Regions from separate parts of the Sus scrofa genome. Here region 1 is linked to region 2. Evidence: chromatin contacts called from public Hi-C data. All regions are on one chromosome and are shown on one strand. Each heading gives the region's core, a stretch centred on a gene start, on an enhancer-like site or on the middle of the called end of the contact. The rest is flanking DNA. Distances are from core to core; before and after follow the strand shown.

Region 1 (2,930 bases), core at 376-2,875, 92 kb after region 2:
GAGCTGTTTTCACTATTCTCACCCATTTATTAAGCTGCTATCTCGGCGATCTCTGTCTAAGCTCAGAAAGAAACCCGTGAGGAGTTAAAAAGTCCCTCTGTGACTGAAGTGAACATTCCACTGTGGGAAGTTTCTGGATGCCTCAGAAGAGATAAAGGCAAATGCTTTGTTTCAAAAAAAAAAAAAAAAAAAAAAAAAAAGGTCTAATTTCATCATCTGTTGCCTTCTCCTTCCTGTTCTCCCTACCCCCCTTCCTCCTCCCCACTCCTGTTCTTCTTCTTCCTTTTCCTCTTCTCTCTCCTCCTCTTCTTCGTCCACCTCCTCCCTCTCCCTCCTCCTCCTCCATTTCCCGTTCCCCCGTCTCTTCTCTCCCTCCTCCTCTTCTTCCCTCCTTTCTGGCTCCCTTAGGCACCCTGTTCTTTTCTTCTTCCGCTCTTCAACCTCCTTTTCCACAAGCTGTTGCAAAGTCTGCCAGGTGACTATTTTTAAGAAGATGGAATAGGTAGAAAGAATCAACTGCTAGCGGAACTTAACAGGTGAGACTCAGAACCTCCAAAAAGCTGAGAGACTGCTGTCTGCAGGCTTGGCATTATCTGGGAATACATTACCTTTCTTATTTTTAGGATGAATACGCCAGGAGTGTGCAAAGTGGTGGAGAAATTCAGTAGCACACCCCTGCTCAGCTCTGACCAAGGAAGCCCTTCCTCCCCATCCAGTCCACGCAAACACACCCATTACCAGGAACAGGCAAACATGCAATGTCCACAGGGTCACCGGTGTCCCACCAGACTCAAAGCCAACACAAGCAGGCGCTAAGACTCTGCCACAAAGACAGCCTCCAGGAACGGATTAGCAAGATTAGTCACCAGGGTAACTCACAGCCTAAGAACAGCAGAGCTTTTGAAGTAGCGGTTGGGGTATGGAAGGGTAGCAAGACAAACTTAAGAGGTTGCTAACACAGACAAAGCTATTTACAAGCAAGGTCTTTCATTCTTTTATCGGTGAAGAAAACCAGCTGCCCTGTAGTCTTGACACTGAACGCTGACCAGTAAAATGGCAGTTGGTTAGCAACATCCTCTCTCACCAAGCCAGGAAATGATGAAAAATTGTCTCCATGGACTTCTTTAGGGATAAACAGAGGGTAATGCTTATTATCCTTTGAACATTTAGCTGTTGGGAAAGATAGGAGTTGCCAGCATAGTTGAACAATTATCAGGGGGGGTTGCATGCTGGTGTGTTTGGATCCATCTAACTTGCAGTTGAAAAGCCATCTCCAGAGAGTGATTGAGAGAGAAAGGGAGACACATAGAGTGAGAAAAGAATGGAACTTTAAAAAATCACTCTTTTTTTTTTCCCCAAAGCAGAATAGCTCTGTCCTCTTGTGCTCCCACTGGGGGTCAGACCTCTGCATCGACACTGGTCTTGCTTTGCCTTCTAAGGAATTAAGCCCAGGTTCTGTCTGGGAACCTGGCTGCCTTAAGCCTACAGAGGGAATCCTGTGTATATGGAAGGGAACAGGATGCAAAATTTTCTCCCACAAGTAGGAAATAAGTGAGTACTTCCTCAGGGTCACTCAACTTCTAATTCTCCCCAAAGCCACCCCAAACCTTCAGCCATATCCTTCTCGTTGATGCCTTTGGATCATCCATTTATTCCAAGAGTAGGGGAGGAGCGGGCACTGCCATGTGTTATTAACCAACAGAATTACAGAGGAGTTTCCATAGATCTGCCAACCTGCTACTGTACTGCGTCTCTAGGCTGAATGTGGACACCGCGGTTTTAAACTGTAAGTCGTTGTTGGCAGCTGCTATAATACACGGGTCTTAGCAGTTGCCTGCATTGACACCTTGCTTATCAAAATGAATAATCTGCATCTGTGGATGTGTTCTGCTCCTATGTGTTCACTATGCCCTGAGAATCCTGAAGAAAGAATGAGCTCTGCTCACCCACCTTTCATTCACTGACTGATGGGCTGGTCTGTTGCTATTGGCTTCTGGCCCCATTTTAGAGTCAATGCAACCCCTTTAGTTCGTACCACTCTAAGGGACCAATTCTTCCATTGCTCCATCTCCGAGGCCCCAAATTTAAGCTGGAGGAAATTATACTATTTGTTTGTGTGTGTGTGCACATATATATATACACACACTTACATCCACATATATATTTAATTTAATGTATTTATATTTAATTTAAATGCATTTACATTAAATGATAAAAAGGAGTTCCCTGGTGGCTCAGCAGCTTAAGGATCTGGCATTGTCACTATGGTGGTGCAGGTTGGATCCCTGGCCTGGGAACTTCTGCACACTACAGGCATGGCCTAAAGAAATAAATTGGTTTAAGACATTTTCTCCTCTGACATGTTTTAATACCATAGACCAAATTTATTTTGAGAAGTAGCTTGACCAAAACTATCTTGTTCAAGTCCTGGGAAAGCATGAAGCACTCCGAAAAAACAGCAAGTGAGCTAGCAGACTCACAAAAGTACAGAGGCATGACCTAGAGATCCATCAGCTCTCTCATCTAGCAGAGGAAGCAAACCTTGTTTTAGTAGTTCAGGGAAGTGAATTTATTTGCACGAGGTCACAAAATTAGTGGCAGAACCAGGCCCAAATTGTAGTTTCTGGACACGAAGCCCCCAATTTTCTTGACTGCACCTGTTACATCAGCAGTATCTCTTCTCAAAGAATCCTAAATTAATTGCTGGTTGTATGATGATGATACCCAAGGCCTGTTTGCAACACTAACCCTTTACTCCTTTGATCCTCATGTTATGATGTTCGTATTCCCAGCCCACTTGATTAGTTTCACCATGTTTAATTGGAGCTGGAAATTTTCCCCTCTTTCTTTGATTGGTGGCCATTTCTACCAAAAGGTTTTCGTCGTCAAATAGCTGTGCTGAGGAGGGAGGGTGCTTTACCCACTCATAT
Region 2 (3,038 bases), core at 258-2,757:
GATGTTTGGTATGCCTCTGTGGTCTTTTATTTTATGACTTATTCATTATTTTATTACACCCTTGAGTATCTTTATAAGGAAAAAAATAACCCAGTAAATTTGAACTCTTTGACTCGGCACCAGCCCACTTCCTACTTTGGTTCGCTTACATGTCATTTTACATGTTTTGCGATTCCTGTGTGTGCGGTTTTGCCACCTTTTATAGATTTGATACTTCGGCGGGTCTCCCACATCTGCACGCTCATCACTTTAAATAGCTGTGTAGTATTTTATTCTGCGGCTCCTCTGTGCCTTGCTGAGCCATTTCCCCATCGTTTCCAGTTTTCCACTCTTAAAGATGGTGCTACTGGCTGTTTCTTTGTGGAAATGTGGAGTTTTTTCCCCTTGGGATCCCAAGTTCCTAGAAAGTTGCTTTTTCTCTAGGGAGCTGTCCTGGAGTGGGGAGGATGCAGCCATGTGGAGCCTGGGCATTTCTGCCGGTCAGCAGAGAAGGCGGAGGCCAGTGTGACTTTCCCAGCCCCAGTGTCCTATGGAAAACTCCAGCGTGCAGTTCACTGCTGATTCAGGCACAGGCCTTCAGGGCCGGGCCGGCTGTGCCAGTCTTCTGTCCCTGCTCGGCTCCGAGCATGTTGAGTTTTTATTATTTCAGAGAAGAAGGAAACTCGCTGCCTGCTGTCACAGGGCGAAGCCTAGTTCTGATGCAGAGAGAGATGCTTTCCGATGGAGACATGAGGTACCGAATTCCCTCTCTCCTCTCCGTCCTGTCCTGAGCTGGGGATGCCCTCTCCTGAAATCTTGAAACCATGAATGAATCATCCCAAAGATATTTAGACAAAGCAGCTATGAAAACCAGAGCTCTAGTTCCGAATGGAGCAGCCCCCAGGGGAAGTGTGTGCCTGGTGGTATGTTTACTTTCGTGCTGATGAATGTCTGCAAACAGACGGAGCTACTGGGAATCCTATTCAGGGAGACACTTTAGAAAATAAATAGGAGCGGGTTTGCCTGCTTCTCTTCCCTTCCAAATATAGAAAGGTATAATTCACGTTTCAAGGAGCCTAGGGGATCTGTAAGAAGATAAAACCTGTATTTATCCATTCTGGTGATGGGGGGGGGAATTATACTTGTACCCAGAGTGGATTATAAAAAATGTTCGTGCCCTTTCTAAGGTTTTTCACTGCTTGGTGAGGTGGGCACAGTGGGGTTTTTTTTTTCCCCCCTATAATGTTTTCTGGTACAAATTACTGTACCAGTCTCTGTAAGGAAGTCTTTTTATATAAATAACCCATCAGAGCTTGGTTGTCATTTTTTGCCTCTTGATTTTGGTGAAATGACCGAGTTGGCCTAGCACTGTGAAATTTGAGCCTCCCCCCGCCCCCCCAAAAAATGGCTCTTGACCTAAGAAGTGAGGATAATCTAGTTCCTTCCTGATAATCAATGCTGGCGTTCTCTGTGTTTGGAGCAGAGGTCTGAGCTTACTGGAAAGCATCTGGGCAATGAAGTGCTGGCACTTGCCCGTGTTAGTGAGGACATACAACACCAGGAAACGTGAAGCATGGTTAGGTTAGGAAGCACCACAGTCAACCAGCCTGTTTCTGTAAATTAACTGCCTGTTGTATTTTAGTGCACCCTTGAACACACTTCCCAAGTCAGGAGTTCTACCAGACTTTCCTGGTGGCCATGAACTAGTTTCTCTGCCCTAACCAAGCACAGTGATTTCATGGCCAGATTTATTTTTGTTTAAATCTGCAACCAGTTGTGGAACACATGAGCTTTTAAGAGGATTTGGAACTTTTAATTCTCTGGTCTGAATTATCATAGCCTTGCACTTAACGGCAGCTTTCACAACCAGAATCCTGTGTTTCTCTTTAGCGTAGTGATCTTGGCTCTTGTGGGAGGGAGTTCCCGCTGTAGCAGAGCAAAACGAACCTGAGTAGTATCCGTGAGGATGAGGATTCGATCCCTGGCCTCACTCAGTGGGTTGAGGATCTGGTGTTGCCGTGAGCTGTGGTGTAGCTTGCAGATTCAGCTCTGATCTGGAGTTGAATAGCTGTGCCATAGGCCAGCAGCTGTAGCTCTGGTTTGACCCCTAGGCTGGGGCTTCCATGTGCCACAGGTGTGGCCCTAAAAAAAAAAAAAAGTAATTTTGACCAATGCGTTTGGAATGTAAAAAGGTCAAGTTAAAGACTGAGTGTATCAGCAGAAAATTAGCAAAGGGAGGGGACAAAATGGGGCCTGGGGCATAGAATGGGAAGTGATAGAATCTGGCTTTAAAAATACCCTGTCCGGGGAGTTCCCCAATGGTCTAGTGGTTAGGATTTGATGCTTTCACCATTGCAGCCCAGGTCCAACCCCTGGTCTGGGAACTGAGAGCCTTCATAAAGCCGCTGTGTGTTTCAGCCAAAAAAACAAAAACCCAGACCAACTTTAATTTGTTGCATCTTTCCATATCTCTCATTTGTACTTTGCAGAACGAATGGAGGTAATAATTATTAACACACTTGCTAAAGCGTAAAACAATATTAAAAACTACTAATGATACTTGTTCCTGGTGACTTAGAGCACATCTATAATTCCTCCACCTTTTCTCAGATTCAGGAGAAAGGCTGGCTTCTGCTGATCTGGACTTGAAAGAAGCACAGGTGCCCACCTGTTGGGGTCTGTGTCATGGCCGCTCTCTCATGTTCCAGCATCTTCTGCAGAAAGGCCAAATGAACCCGGGACAAGGAGAACAGCCACTTTTAGAAAATCTTATCTTTGGGGAAGGATAGCCAGCTGTAGAAGTTTCTAATTGGGAACTCTGAAAGCTTCTTATCATTCTCCATTCCCTCCTGGCCCCTACTCGGTGCTGAGCCATGGACCGGTGCCATCTCTTGGCAGTTGGCTAATTAATTAGCACTATCTCTTTGGAGCCCTTGAGGGCCTTGCTTCTGTCCAATAGCAGTTGTTTATCTGATGCTCTGCTTGGCTCCAGCCATTGATCTCCGAACAGACAGTAAGTCTTGATGAGCTGCTAACACTGGGATCTCGGCTCTCACCTC

The links. A called contact is a pair of places that touch in the nucleus more often than the background predicts.
Region 1: a Hi-C map of liver shows a contact between it and region 2, with 1.7 times the contacts expected there. The contact joins two enhancer-like sites. A contact is called at or near these places in 6 of 47 Hi-C or Micro-C datasets (alveolar macrophages, fetal heart ventricle, heart right ventricle and 2 more) and 1 of 2 datasets of contacts at active chromatin or transcription factors (skeletal muscle).

The regions. Positions count from the first base shown.
Region 1 is chr14:124,127,631-124,130,560 of Sscrofa11.1, forward strand. No RefSeq gene overlaps it. Among named protein-coding and RNA genes, the nearest start is that of DCLRE1A, 33 kb to the right of the region's middle. Within about 2 kb of position 1,626, at least 11 of the 83 cell types and tissues checked have an H3K27ac peak or open chromatin away from gene starts, as enhancers often do. A contact at or near this core is called in liver, where this site is marked.
Region 2 is chr14:124,035,799-124,038,836 of Sscrofa11.1, forward strand. The region is part of intron 2 of CASP7 (caspase-7); the gene reads left to right. Among named protein-coding and RNA genes, the nearest start is that of CASP7, 20 kb to the left of the region's middle. Within about 2 kb of position 1,508, at least 8 of the 83 cell types and tissues checked have an H3K27ac peak or open chromatin away from gene starts, as enhancers often do. A contact at or near this core is called in liver, where this site is marked.